Linked DNA regions of Hordeum vulgare: all the other regions are linked to region 1. A link is a contact called in public Hi-C data. All regions are on one chromosome and are shown on one strand. The core of a region is the stretch at or near the end of the contact, and the rest is flanking DNA. Distances in the headings are between cores, read along the strand shown.

Region 1 (4,391 bases), core at 712-3,211:
TTGATGACGCAACCGGCTGCAGTTGGAGACGCCCTACTGCATCTGAAACCTCTTCGCAATTATCATACTCATGTCCAGATACCTCTGAGCGCAATTGGTCAGGCAGGTAGTTTCACCGGAGCTGAACTTGCTTCCTGGGGTGCCGGTGATGCATTTGTCCCAGCACACATTCGTCAGCTTGGTTACCATCTCACTCATCATCATCCTTTGCTTCTCTTGCTGCAGAATTGAAGAAATTCACATAAGTCCTGTTTTCCCAGTTACAAACGATAACTAACACAACACAGTAGAACTACTCAAAATACCACTCCCTCCATCCCGAAAAAGTGTCGCTGACTTAGTACAACATTAGTCACCGACACTTATTTTAGGACGGAGGGAGTACATAGTTTTTATAGGTAGCATAGTCATCAGCTGTAAAAGCATGAACATATAGTTGTGGGACTTGTATAGTGGCATGGGGCAAACTTATACGGATGCTATAAATTTCCACAGAATGGGTGAATTCAGATGGGTCCACGGTATGTAGTTATAAAGCATGATCTAATGGACAAGCTCAAGAATTTTTGTCATCTTATAAAAGTCAAAAGTACTAGAAGTAGATTACAACACCAATTGCTGCTTTGACACAAAAGGATGATCCCCTTGCATATTTTGGATGCAAACATGTGATCAATATGTGCAATGGGATTTTCCATTAATATGTAAAGTAGAGATATACAAATAGCTTTTCAGTGTCACTGAAGGTAACCAAGGGGGCAGCTTTTTCCCCTAAAAATATACTCCCTCCGTCCCAAAATTCTTGTCTTAAATTTATCTAGATATAGATGTATCTATATACTAAAATGTGACTAGATACATCTATATCTAGATAAATCCAAGACAATAATTTTGGGACGGAGGGAGTATTAATGTTACAATCTGCGGAACGAATTACATACTACAACAACAGCACGAACTTTATTCTATGTGGCAACTGAAAAATTGCCAGCATGTGATATTGTCGATGTACCATGAGGGAAAACAGTAGCAAAGCAAATCAACGTAAGCACATAGCAAGTTCACAACAAAGTTAGCAAGAAACAAGTATGTTAACTGTTAAGTGAAAATATAAGTTCTCCTTTTAATGAGCCCCAGAACATATATGAATCGTAAAGACTAACTTCCTCAGAAGACATGTTAGCCTATTTATTATAGGCTTAACACACTACAAGCCAATAAATCATGACAGTTATGGTATCTCGAGCAAGAAGAAGACCAAAGATCAGACGGCAACAAACAAATGCGAAAATAGTGTCTGGCACATTACGCAATAGTTCCTTGCAAACTAACAGCTGCGCTAGCAAATAGTTCAACATAGTTCTAATGCGCCGGGATCTCAACCGTTGAACTATTTTACCTCTGATTAACAATGCAAACCCGTATCTAGCTTCATAATACAAGCAGTTGCAACATAGCCGAACCGAACGATCCAAAACTTAACAAGCATCACCATTCGAATCACGAACACATCCTCAATCGAAATTAGACCACCACATCGCACTGCCCGCATGCTTCCGCTAAGAGAAATTTCAGATCCACTCCACCACTAATCGCACCGGCAGAGACCAGAACCCGCACGAACTAACCCGCGCCGTCCTCGGCTGTCCACAGATCCGCAACACACACAAGATAAAACACGCAGATACAGCAGACCCTAAGCAATCGGCGCCCGCGTTCAACGATTACATCACATACGCGCACGCCCAAATATACCAGGAGATGGGCCGTGGTAGCAACACATAAACCCCCGAAATACCAGATTGCAATGAACATCAAGAAGCTCCCGTCTTACCTCCAGGAACTGGGCTAGCTCGGGGGAGGTGTCCATGGCTGCCTCTCGCCGACTCGCTCGTCCTTAGAACCCTAAACCCCTTCTGGTTTTTGCTTGGACAAGGAGGAGAACTACCGGATTGGGGGATTGGGGGATCGGAGGAGGCGGCCGCCGGGTTATGTATGGAGCGGGTAAGGTTAGGCGTCCTGGTTGGGTCGCACTTTGGGTAAACTTGGACCGGGATAGCAAGGATTCGACAGGTCCAAGATGGGCCAGTTTGATGGAAGGCTCGAGATGTAAAGTTTGTGGGTTTGCAAAAAGTTCACAAATTTATGGGTTTGAAAAAAAGTTCCCAATTTGAAAAGGGGGAAAGAATCTAGTCAAAAAATTGAAAAGGTGAAAAGAATCAAGTCACAAACTTGAAAAAAGAACTTTCAAATTTCTGACTAGAGTACTCAAACTTTTACAACGATTAAGTTTGTGGGTTTGAAAAAAGTTCACAAATCTGAAAACAAATCAAAAAAAGTTCAAGAATTTGAAATATCACAATGTTTTTCTTAAAACCAAAAAAAATAGTTCATGAATTCATAATTTGTTCTTGAACTTGAAAAAATTCATAATTTGTTCTTGAACTTGAAAAAAATAAAAATAAAATAATGAAAATGGAAAAAATAGGGAAAATATAAAATGAGAAAAGGAAAAGCGATAAATAAAACTACAAAACAGAATGAAAACTTGATAAAAAATAACCAACCCAGAAAACTGGAGTAAACCTTCTAGAAGGTTCACAAAACCTATGTTGGAAGAGATTCGTTTTGGGTCGGCCGAGTTAGCTACTCACAAAAAACGTGTAAACACGAATTAGAAAAATAAATTGTAAACAATGCAACAAGCGCTAAATAGGAATCAGGATTTGCACCATCCAACTACATGTTTAAATTTGCAAAACCATAACTTAGTTAATAGCTACCCCTTGCAAAGATCACTATCATCTTCTCTCGTGGTGAGACATTATGCACTTCACAAGCACAAGTGAAAACCCACTATTTTAGCGTTATTTTATTTATTCTGTGAGTCGGAAGCGGGGCATATGCGACACTTATTACAATTTGAAAGTTTTGCTGGGCTTTTTTCTTTGTTGATTCGTTTATCAAAACATTTTATCTTTAAACTGTGTGTCCAAATAACAAACAGTTTTCATTATTGAGTTTCACGCGTTAAGTTGTTTGAAACTAAATTGTATGTTGATAGGTTTAGATAAAAAAATAAAAAAAACATGAAATAAGCAAAAATAGATTAAAAAACAAGAAACGGAAAAAGGAAAAAAGATAAAACCGAAAACACATGTGATTTTCACTTTTTTAGAAGCACACACGTGATTCACCATACTTGTGATTTTCATTTTTCACTTTCCCGAAAGCACAAATGTACTTCACCAAAAAGTACATATGTGCTTTTCACTTTTTACTTTTCAAGAAGTATAGTTACGGAAAGCAGTTGTGCATCACGTGGAAGCACAACTCTGCCTTTTCAATTTCAGAGAGCACAACTACACTTTACACGAAAGCACATCTATGCTTCACCGGGGAATACACACGTGCTTTGTGTTTTTCATACAGTGTGTTTCACGGGACAAAAACTAATAAAAAGGTAAACTGACTTTTTTTACAAAAACCTAGAAAAGGCGAGGCAAAATCTAGAAACTAAGAGTAAAAAGGAACAAAAACATGTGTAGAAATGAAAAAAATCTCGCACGCTCAGTGTGCGACACGTGGTAGGAGTGGGGCGCACCACACAGCGCGCCCGTGCGAGCATCCGCTGGAACCTGTCGGCACTACGGTAACCGCCAACTAGTTAGGCCTTTATTTTGCCCTCAGAAGTTTTGTTTTTGAAGACATCCTATCATGACATACTTTAGAGGTTTTTTGTTTAGGTATGTAAATAAACATGATTTTATAAATGTTCATTTACACTAATATGGGCAGATACATCTAAATATACTAGAATATTTATATCATGTTCTAACGCACATATAATTTTTAAGTATGATGTAATATTCATAAGAAGAGACAAAAAATGTGGTCAAACTTCTCCCTCAACGACAATATCCGTATATTTCTTGAGCCCCCTCTTCTCTTTCCCTTTCATTTTTATCACAACGTTCAAACTCTAAGAGGGGAGGAGGTATTTGTTGGAGCCCTATTGTTCCACGTCTTCCACTTCTCGATGCTTGTCGGCCCCGTCTTCTACTATGGCTCCCTCAATAAGCGTGGGGCTGCCCCTGCAATGACATCCTCCTTTCCTTCTTCTAGCCATCTTGGTGGTGGTAGGGGAATTTTCTGGAAATGTGCTATGATGCTAGGGCCTTGGGGTGGCCATTGTCCTAGGATCAAAGCTTCCAGCAAGGTTGACTTGCCCTGACCTGCAAATGGACCTCCGAAAAATTGTTGTCTATTGCTTCCATCGTGGTGACGCACGAGAGGAAGCGGTCACAGGGAATGCTGAATGAGGCGGGTTGGGTTTGAGAGCACACCCGGTGGTTGTTTTGGAAAAGTTGTGGTGCCCTTCTTGGTTGTTT
Region 2 (4,667 bases), core at 1,947-4,446, 170 kb after region 1:
TTTATCAATTATAGTCAAACCATGTTCCACCCTCTCACCGATGATAATATATTTTTCTTTTAAGGATTTCAAAGTCATTCCTACACGTGATCCAAGTTGAGTGACGTGATTGTGCAATTTTTTATCTAATTTCTTAATGGGTCCGTGAGTAACCATTTTTCTTTCAATAGCATCGAATCTTTGCATAACATGTTCTAATGTTAAATTGGTTTCATTAATGATAATGGGCGGTGTTCCAAGAAGATTTTCAATGGCATTATAGGCATCCAAAGTGTGACACATCAAAAAGTTCCCACGGGTGATAGTGTCTAGGACGAACATATACCAAGTGGTTATACCAACATAAAAATTATAAAGCAAGGTGGTCGTGGATAGATTATTAGTTGCTTTATTTTGAGCGTAGTAAATCCTATACCACACATATTTCAAACTTTCTCCTCCCCTTTGTTTAAAGTTGACAACATCATTATTGGGAGTAACGCCAACAAAAGAAGGACTCGCCATGATTCCAAACAAGAAGACTAGTAACAAGCAAAGGTAAATATTTTTGTATTTCAATTTTTTATAGGTGAAAAACTAAATATAACAGCAAAGAAAAAGAGGAACAAGTGAATTAAATTTTGTGTGGAGTTACTTGAAAGTTGGTGATGATATTCCTCGGCAACGGCGCCAGAAGTCCTGCGTGATACTAGTGATCTGCGTTGGGTTTTCTGTGAAGAGGAACGGGTAATCGCCGCACAAAGTGGGTAAGTATTTCCCTAAGTTTTGAAACCAAGGTTTATCAAACCAATAGGAATATCAATCCACAACCATCTTCAGTGGTTGCATACAAAAGAACAAACAACTTGCACCCAGCGCGGGCAAGAGGGTTGTCAATCCCCCTGGTGTCATTATTTGCAAGCGAACGAGGTCCGTAGATAATTGTAAAATGCAAAATAAAATAAACATAAATACATGGAAGCAAAGTATTGGAGGTTTTAGCAATATGTTGTGGATAGACCCGGGGGACATAGCTTTCCCTAGTGGCATCTCTCATGAAATAAGCATACGGTGGGTAAACAAATTACTATTGGGCAATTGATAGAAGAGTGGATAGTTATGCAATTTTCATGGCAATGATTATGTAAATATAGGCATCACGTCCATAAACAAATAACAGGACTCCTGCCTGCACCTATTACTATTACTCCACTTCAAGAGCGCTTTTATTCTTGCCTCTCTATGTAGTAAGTTCATGACAAACGAAGTAATGCTTGGAGTAAAATGACATGATGTAGACAAAGTAAACTCAAGTAGTATGAATAAACCCCATCATTTTACCCTTAGTAGAAGCAAAACAAAGACACAACTTGTCCCCTTCTGTCATTGGAATATAGAAACTCGCCATGTTGAACCTACTATAACGCACCTCTCTCACCGAAGAAATATCAATCTAATTGGCCAAACTATTTCAATAGATCGGAGAGTATTATGAAGCTAATGTAATCATGCACATAAGAATAATATTATATATCAGAGAAGAATTAAATATTTATCATGAATAATATGAACATAAATCCATAATTCATCGGATCCCAACAAACGCACCATACAAAAGAGTTACATCATATGGATCAAAGCGAAGATGCGGTGATCATTGTATTGAAGATAGAAGAGAAAATATATGCCATCTAGGTACTGCCATGGACCCGTAGGTCTATGTGAAATACTCACATATCATCATGAGGGTAGAAAGGTTGTTGAAGAAGCCCTCCGTGATTGATCCCCCTCCGACAGAGTGCCGGAACAGAGCTCTAGACGGCCTCCCGTCGGAACAGAGACTTGCAGCAGCATAAAAAGTGTTTAGGGACCTCCTTTTGATGTTTTTAGGGTAAATAAGAATTTATAGGCCAGAGAACGGAGTCGGGGGAGCCACGAGGCGGGCACAAGCTATCAAGGCCCCCAGGCCACGGCCAGATGGCTTGTGAGAGCCTCGTCTGGCTCCCGACCTTCTTTCGATGCTCCACGGTGTTTTTTGGTCCAACAAAAATTCATAAAAAGCTTTAGGTCCATTGGTCTTCGTTTGGTACTGGAACTTGAAAAATGGAAAAACATGTAGAAAAGAGAAACTAGCACTAGGCATTGGGTCAATAGGTTAGTGCTCAAAAATAATGTAAATTGGTAGATAAGTGGCAACGTTGGGTCATTGGGTCACTCGCATTGGGTCACTGGCGACGTTGGGTCACTGGCGCTAGGCATTGGGTCACTAGCAACGTTATCGTCAACGCCGCTCAAGCTGTGGGCGGCGCCTCGCCCCGGGACCTGTGGGCCGACTGGGCGGCGGAGGAGGACCGTGCGATGGCGCTCTTGGTGTCGATGGGTGGGCGCCCGCGGTTCGGGGATCGGCTCGCGAAGGCTGTGGCCACGGATCTCGCCGGGGCGATGCCATCTCCTTTGACGGATCTTCCTGCTACCCTGGTACGCTCCCACTCGGCCCCTCCCCCTCCCCCTCCTCCATCTCTCCGTCGGCCCAGTGCTACTCCCTCTTGTGGTGGTCGTAGATGCCGGCCCTGGTCCTGGGGCGTCTATGGGCGTGCTGTTCTTGGGGCGTCGGCTGGAGGGGCGCGATGATCTATGGGATCCTGCGATGCTGGAAGTCGTGCCCTATGGGCTGCTTGTGATGCCCCCCCCCTCCGCCGCTGCTGGCCCCTCGGCGGGTGCCCTCATGGCCTCCTTCCGCGCATTCCGGCCGTCGTTGCCGACGGTGGTGACGTTGCCGCGTCGCCCGGGTGGTGGTGGCCAGGTAGAAACCCTGCCCAACCATCCCACCGAGGTGCGCGATGGTCTAGGCCGATGTTTGGGCCTTGGGCCGCAAACGTCAAGGGGCGAGGGTCACTGGGCCCACGAGGGGGGTGGTGCACGTCACTAGGGTGGGCCTCGCTCCTCCCAGGTCTACTGGGTCTGCGGTGTTGCCCGGCCCACCTACGGGCATAACCCTAGCTGGGTGCATGATCCGCTATGGCCCGCCCTTCCGCCGCCACTCTCGTCCCCTCCCCGCGCCGTCACCCCTACTCGCTCCTCCTCGCCACGTCCACACATGACACGCGAGGTCGATGGTGACGCTCCTCGCCCGAAGCGCCGGGACCCGATGAGCGAGGATTGACCTGGAGGCCGCGTCGTGGTGCATCTCCCCCTCGGCCAGCCGACGGGAGTCCGAGCTGCGTGGCTCGCTCCTCAAAGGAAAAGGCAAGGACGTGGCCGACGCGGAACCCTCATCCTAGAGGGATTCCCGTCCTCCGCTCGCTCCCCCGACCACTGGAGGGACCGGGAGGAGCGGTCCTCCCCACGTGGTTGTTGGTCCCGCTCTCAAGTGCGCTCAGGTCGCTCGGAGCGATCCCCGCCTTGCCACTACAACCCGCCCAAGCGCCAGGCCCAATTCCCACCGTCTGGTATCGGTGGCAAGGCGGGCAAGGCTGGCAAAGTCACTTTTGCCAAGAAGAAGAAAAAGAAGGGCGGTCATCCCTCCAATGGCGATGCCGAGAAGGCGTCTTAGGTGTCCCACCCTTTGGCCCCATATACGGTGGACGCTCCGATCGCGGTTGCCGCTCGCGTTGTGGCTGTGTCGTGCTTCAACTGCGGGGAGGAGGGCCATTACCAAGCCGTATGCAAGAAACCCCCGTCCTGCCACAAATGCAAGCGCACAGAGCACCCTGCTCTGTTGTGCCCAGAGGGTGGCCTAGACAATGAGATGATGTTGTAGAGTCACGCACTCGATGATTTCAGATACTACCAGCTAGAGGTTCCTGAGGCTCCTGCTTCATCGGCGCTCTCTGCCCTCATCTCGGTCCTGGGTGGGAGGACTGCATCTCCTGCCATCATAACGGCAGAGCTGCAGCACCTCTTCAAGATGAACTGGAATTGGGGGGTCACGAAGATCTCGGATCATGAGTTCACACCACTCTTCCCTGATCCAGCTAGCCTGCGCTTTGGAACCCCCATCGGTGAACTCACCTTGACTCTAAACAAGCTCACCGTCAATATCTCTGTTCCGGAGGTTGATCCTCTTGTTGCGGCCGTGCTTGAGCCTGTGTGGGTTCAGATTAGGGGCGTTCCCCCGATTGCCAAGCAAATCAAGGTGATTCGCAAGATGTCGCAGCTCCTTGGAAAGATTCTGGAGGTGGACGAGGCGTCCCTGTTCAAGACAACAGTACGTGTCAAACTCCCGACCCATGACTCGTCCAAGCTCCAGACTATCATGCAAATCTTCTTCAACCGCGCGGGCTACAACGTCCGTATCTCCGTCGAGGACGCGGAGACGCTGGGTGACGGAGGCTTGCCGCCCGACGCGGGCCACCCTGGGCCCAAGGATGAGGGTGGTGTGGGCACTGGTCGTGACCCTCCCGTTGCCGTCCATCCGCGTCCCCCTCGGCTGGCAGCGACGATGATGTCGCGGATGATGCGTCGGGCCCACTATCGCAGCCATCTCAGGCCGCCGGTCCGGACAAATCCACTACATCCCTGGACGCTGGTACGCTGGTGGGTGAGGCTCAGCACACACCTCTCCCACGACCAGGGGAGGACCCGCCGGACTCTTGTGGCTCCGTGATGCCGGCCTCACCTCGCTCACTTGGGGCGAGCGATGCCAATAGTGTGGGGTTGGAGGTCTTCCCACCCTCTTCGCCCCGGGT
Region 3 (4,895 bases), core at 1,010-3,509, 240 kb after region 1:
GAAAAAAAAATAAAATAAAGAAAAAAAGTGATCCAGGGTGAGGTCGCGTCCTATGTGACGGACTGACCGGACGCGCCCGGACGCGTCCGCGAGCCCTCACATTCTCTCCATATTTGTGATGGATATGAGGGTTCACGGACAGCCCCTACCTATAGGAATGATGAGGGACCGGTTGGGTTATTATTTTCCTTTTTTTGTCCGGTCACGTACGAATAATCATTTGAGGCGTCCGACTGTAGATGCTTTAAGGTAGGCAAAGAAGAAGACTATGACACCTTAAGCAATCTGACTCAACTGCAAGGTATCTTTTTGTGCATAGGCTGAAAGAGCACATCCTTTAAAAGCATTTGACCAATGTTTTCGACTATGTGCAGGAACAGGCGAATGAGTTTACCTCCTGCGTGAAGGAAAAGGCTGCCTTTTCCGAAACTTCAATCCTAATTAGCTAAGCTCTAGGTTGACATGATACTGCATGATTTATTGACAAGTATATATGCCCTTCTTCTGAATTATTTCTTTAACTGTTTGTCGATTCTTTTCCATGTAAAGCATTTCACTCCGCCGATGCGAATGTTTGGCTCTTGGGTCGATTATTCCAGCCAAGTGTGATTTTTCGTGAAGAAATGACAACCGTGGTGTTATGGGCAAAAAAGAAATTAATGATATCCGTTGGTTTCGATACGTTATGTGGGCGGATTAACGACGATATTGATTTTAGATATGGGAATAAAAGCACTTCACATTATTGAATATGTAGGTGTAAGTAATTAATGACTTCGAGTGGATTGATGTATGCTTTTGCCAATTTTTATAAAATAATTAATAAAGATGACTGCATGCATCAATTGATGCAGAGACAGAGAGTTTAACCTTCTTTAAAAAAAAAGTCAAAAAAAATCAGTGCTCTAAAAAAGCCATTCTAGAAGCATTTTGGAGGCCCTTTTCTTCACATAGAACAACCACCATGCATGTCATTTTTACGTGAAAATTCACACATGAATAGAACAGTCAATCATGTTTGTTAAACAAATTCAATTTTATTTTTTTGTTATTTTTTTAGATTCTAGTGTTCACACGGGCTCGAGGGATCATTGGTCGGCATCTACGGTGGAGCGGCGTTCCTTGTGACACATCGATGTCGTGGAGTCTCGGCGGCGAGGCGCAACAATGTCTCGGCGACGGATGCGTGATGATGAGCGCGCGTAGGGAGGAGGCGTTGTCTGGCGCCGTGGGTGCATCGACGGCAGGCCTTGCAAGGTCGATGCGTCAGTAACTCTTCTGAAGATGGATTGATGGAAAGCGGCGGCGACGACCTATGAGGGTGCGTTCGACCGGTTTGTGCCCCTGACCCGGTATGTGGCTCGGTCGGGCACTCCGGCTTTAGATGTTAGGCTAGGTGAGAGGTCTGGGTATGTGACTCACACTTCCTGCATCCCTTCATCATTGGATAGAACTAGCGATAGATGTTGTCAAGAGGGCGACTTCAGATATATTGATGTATTGCTTTATAAGATCTTTGTGCATAATTAATAAAATGGCTGCATGCATCTTCGAGATGCAGAAGCCGGGGATCATCCTCCTTTTTTAAAAATAAAATAAAATATAATGTGGAACCATGTCAAAGATAGCATTTTCGTTGACTCTGCGCCCTAAATGAGTTATTTTTCATTGTATGTGTTTTGTGCTAGACTAGATGGGTTGCAAGGCACTAACTAGCCAGTTTGGTACTGAAGTGGATATGTAGCCTTTGCTTCTTCAAGCACACAAGCAGATCACATGACAGAGGATTAACTTACTTTATGATGCTGCAAGCTAAGTGGTAGCTTGCCCTGTTGTATAATTGACCGCATAATATTAATATTGATGACTTGAAGGGACTAATAAATTCCAACAGGTGTGATTTGTTAGTTAGAAAGAGAGCTTAAAACCCTCTGCTTAAAGTCATGATCAGCCCAAGAAACTAAGCCATTTAGGTCTATTTTGTAAAGCAGGATGAGAATCACATCCAGTATGTGCCTTACAACTGTCCTAGACTTCAGCCTGACAGATAGCAACTCTAACTATTACTTAATCATAGAAAAGCAAGACAGCAAGTCCTGATCATCTAGGTCACGACATATGCTTGCACATAAGCAGTTGCTTGCTGGATTTTCTTTTTCAACGGGCGGCAGGATTTTCACTAAAGTGGAATATAGTCCCAAATCATGATTCACGCGTCGCAGGTAGGCACGAGGGGGTCGCTTCTTTGTGGCTGCATGCTTCTTTGTATATTGGATAGAGATTGAAACGGCAACGAGATAGGAAGAATATTTCAGGGGTTTAGCTCCAGAGCAAGGCAAAGAATGAGACTGGCTGGAAAAGAAAGATGGAAAGGCAAACTGAAAAGATAACTGAACTTTCTCACCGTATATCCTACTCTCAATCAGAAGCAATCCCTTTGACCAACCCAATAACTACATGATTGTACGCGCGTACGTTGGCGGCCTGCAGTCCTGCACTGCCCTGGCTAGACTAGACTACCCAGCCTTGGTGTAAAATGTGTGAGAAGACTAGATCAAAAGGCAAGGGGAGAGAACATGAAGCTGGCTGGCACCATGTATGAACACAGGATGAACAAAAGGCAGCCGTAATTTCTTCTTCTTTATTTCCTTTCAGTTATGATGGAGATTGGAGAATAGAGTTTGTACTTCCTGTCATTCAAGGTACTTTTCTTGCAGCACTTGCATTGCTTCAAGTAACATGTAGCATCCTTGTCAAAAAAGGCAGAGTAATGAAGATAACAGGCACGGTCACTTCTAGACTCATATATCTATAGCATCAGGCCAAACCTAAGGGAGAGGCTGATTCGGATCCTAGCCGTTCAACTTGAATCTAATGCTTCAAATAATTCACATGTTATAGCTTAATATTTTGAGGATCTTAGGGCAACTCTAACCGATCCCTTAGAGCATCACCCCATATAATGCCCGACTCGCAAAATAACCGTCAAAATACAGGTCTGTACGAAAAAAAGTTGCCGGATCAGACCCTCCAAACTTGTCGGATCCGTAAATGTTTTTGCGGGACGCGGTAAAAAGCTCCTCCCAATCTGTAAAAACACAGTTTTCGCGTCCGCTTTTACGGTGCCTTGTACCGAGAGGAACCAGTTGGCGGGAGCCCAACTGTCATGGAAACAACTTTCGCATCTGCTGTCTACGTCCAGCGTACGCCGCCCCGGATGTCCCGAACGCCGGCCGCCCGTCCTCGCGGCCACCCTGCTCGTCCTAGCCGGATTTGACGTCGGCGACGGAAGCTAGCTAGCTAGCTCCGGGCTCCTGGATGGATTCCATGAGCGGAGCTAGCTAGCTAGCTCCTGAACGGATTCGTGGACACCAGATATGGATTTGTGGACGGATGAGCTAGCTAGCTAGCTCGCTCCTAGATGGATTCGTGGACGAAGCCTCCGTATTTAGGAACACATTTAGTTGACCATGGACAAGTGCACAGGAAGAAGAAGATGTGGAGAACAAATGTAAGCAAAAAGTTTGATTTACAGTTTAAGTTTAAGGGATCTCTTCCCCCGCAGCTCGAACCGACCCGTAAAGGGGCATCTTCTATGAATATTCTTTTTTACAGGTTCATTTTGTAGGGCCTGACTCTGTCCTCGTCGCGCCGGCCCGTAAAGCCGTTTTTCCGCGAAGTGTAAACGTGTTTTACAGGTCGGCGTTATAAGGGGTCTGCTGGAGATGCTCTATCCCTTAAACCGCGGAACTGAAAACGTGGTTTTTAGTTAGTGAAAAACGTGTTTTAAGGACCGGTTTATGCTCCGACTGAACAGAACCCTTAAAGTTAAACTATAAAATCGAATATCCACTTTATATTCTTTCTCAAGTTTTCTTCTCCGTCTCGCCCATGTCCACTGCACGAAGCAGCCAAATACGAAACCACTAGCGTCGAGAACAGCGCACAAAGCTAGCTCGTCCATCGCTGGCTCGAACCAGGAGCTTCTCCTTCGCCGCTGTAACGAGCTCCTCCGTAGTTGCTCGAGTTTTCGACAAGAATCAATCCAAACGGCCAATACAAAGCCGCAATCGTGTTGGAAATATGCCCTAGAGACAACAATAAATTGGTTATTATTATATTTCCTTGTTCATAATAATCGTTTATTATCCATGGTAGAATTGTATTGATTGGGAACTCAAATACATGTGTGGATACATAGACAACACACTGTCCCTAATAAGCCTCTAGTTGACTAGCTCGTTGATCAAAGATGGTCAAGGTTTTCTGACCATAGACAAGTGTTGTCACTTGATAACGGGATCACATCATTGAGAGAATGATGTGATGGACAAGACCCAAACTATAAACGTAGCATATGATCATGTCAGCTTGTTGCTAATGTCTTCTGCATGTCAATGTATCTATTCCTATAACCATGAGATCATGCAACTCCCGGACACCGGAGGATACCTTGTGTGTATCAAACGTTGCAACGTTGCTGGATGACTATAAAGGTGCTCTACAGGTATCTACGGAGGTGTCTGTTGGGTTGGCATGGATCAAGACTGGAATTTGTCACTCCGTGTGACGGAGAGGTATCTCGGGGCCCACTCGGTAATACAACATCACAATAAGCCTTGCAAGCAATGTGACTAAGGAGTTAGTCACGAGATCTTGTATTACAGAACGAGTAAAGAGACTTGCCAGTAACTAGATTGAACTAGGTATAGAGATACCGACGATCGAATCTCGGGCAAGTAACATACCAAAGGACAAAGGGAACTACATACAGGATTAACTGAATCCTTGACATAGAGGTTAAACCGATAAAGATCTTCGTAGAATATGTAGGATCCAATATGGACTTCCAGGTCCTGCTATTGGATGTTGACCAGAGAGTGTCTCAGTCATGT

Evidence for each region. A called contact is a pair of places that touch in the nucleus more often than the background predicts.
Region 2: a contact with region 1 is called in a Hi-C map of leaf, with 5 times the contacts expected there. The contact joins the promoter of LOC123413118 here to the promoter of LOC123411604 in region 1. A contact is called at or near these places in 2 of 6 Hi-C or Micro-C datasets (both in leaf) and 1 of 1 datasets of contacts at active chromatin or transcription factors (embryo).
Region 3: a Hi-C map of leaf shows a contact between it and region 1, with 4 times the contacts expected there. The contact joins the enhancer-like site here to the promoter of LOC123411604 in region 1. A contact is called at or near these places in 2 of 6 Hi-C or Micro-C datasets (both in leaf).

What each region holds. Positions count from the first base shown.
Region 1 is chr7H:211,393,706-211,398,096 of MorexV3_pseudomolecules_assembly, forward strand. LOC123411604 (mitochondrial import inner membrane translocase subunit TIM8) reads right to left here and starts at 1,962. Exons shown (of 2, transcript XM_045104569.1): 1 at 1,835-1,962; 2 at 1-219. The coding sequence starts at 1,870. The coding sequence ends at 34.
Region 2 is chr7H:211,561,520-211,566,186 of MorexV3_pseudomolecules_assembly, forward strand. It overlaps LOC123413118, which reads left to right and starts at 3,197. Exons shown (of 2, transcript XM_045106072.1): 1 at 3,197-4,667. The coding sequence starts at 3,887. The coding sequence ends at 4,585.
Region 3 is chr7H:211,629,927-211,634,821 of MorexV3_pseudomolecules_assembly, forward strand. No RefSeq gene overlaps it. Among protein-coding and RNA genes, the nearest start is that of LOC123414437, 8.9 kb to the left of the region's middle. Within about 2 kb of position 2,260, at least 1 of the 3 cell types and tissues checked has open chromatin away from gene starts, as enhancers often do. A contact at or near this core is called in leaf, where this site is marked.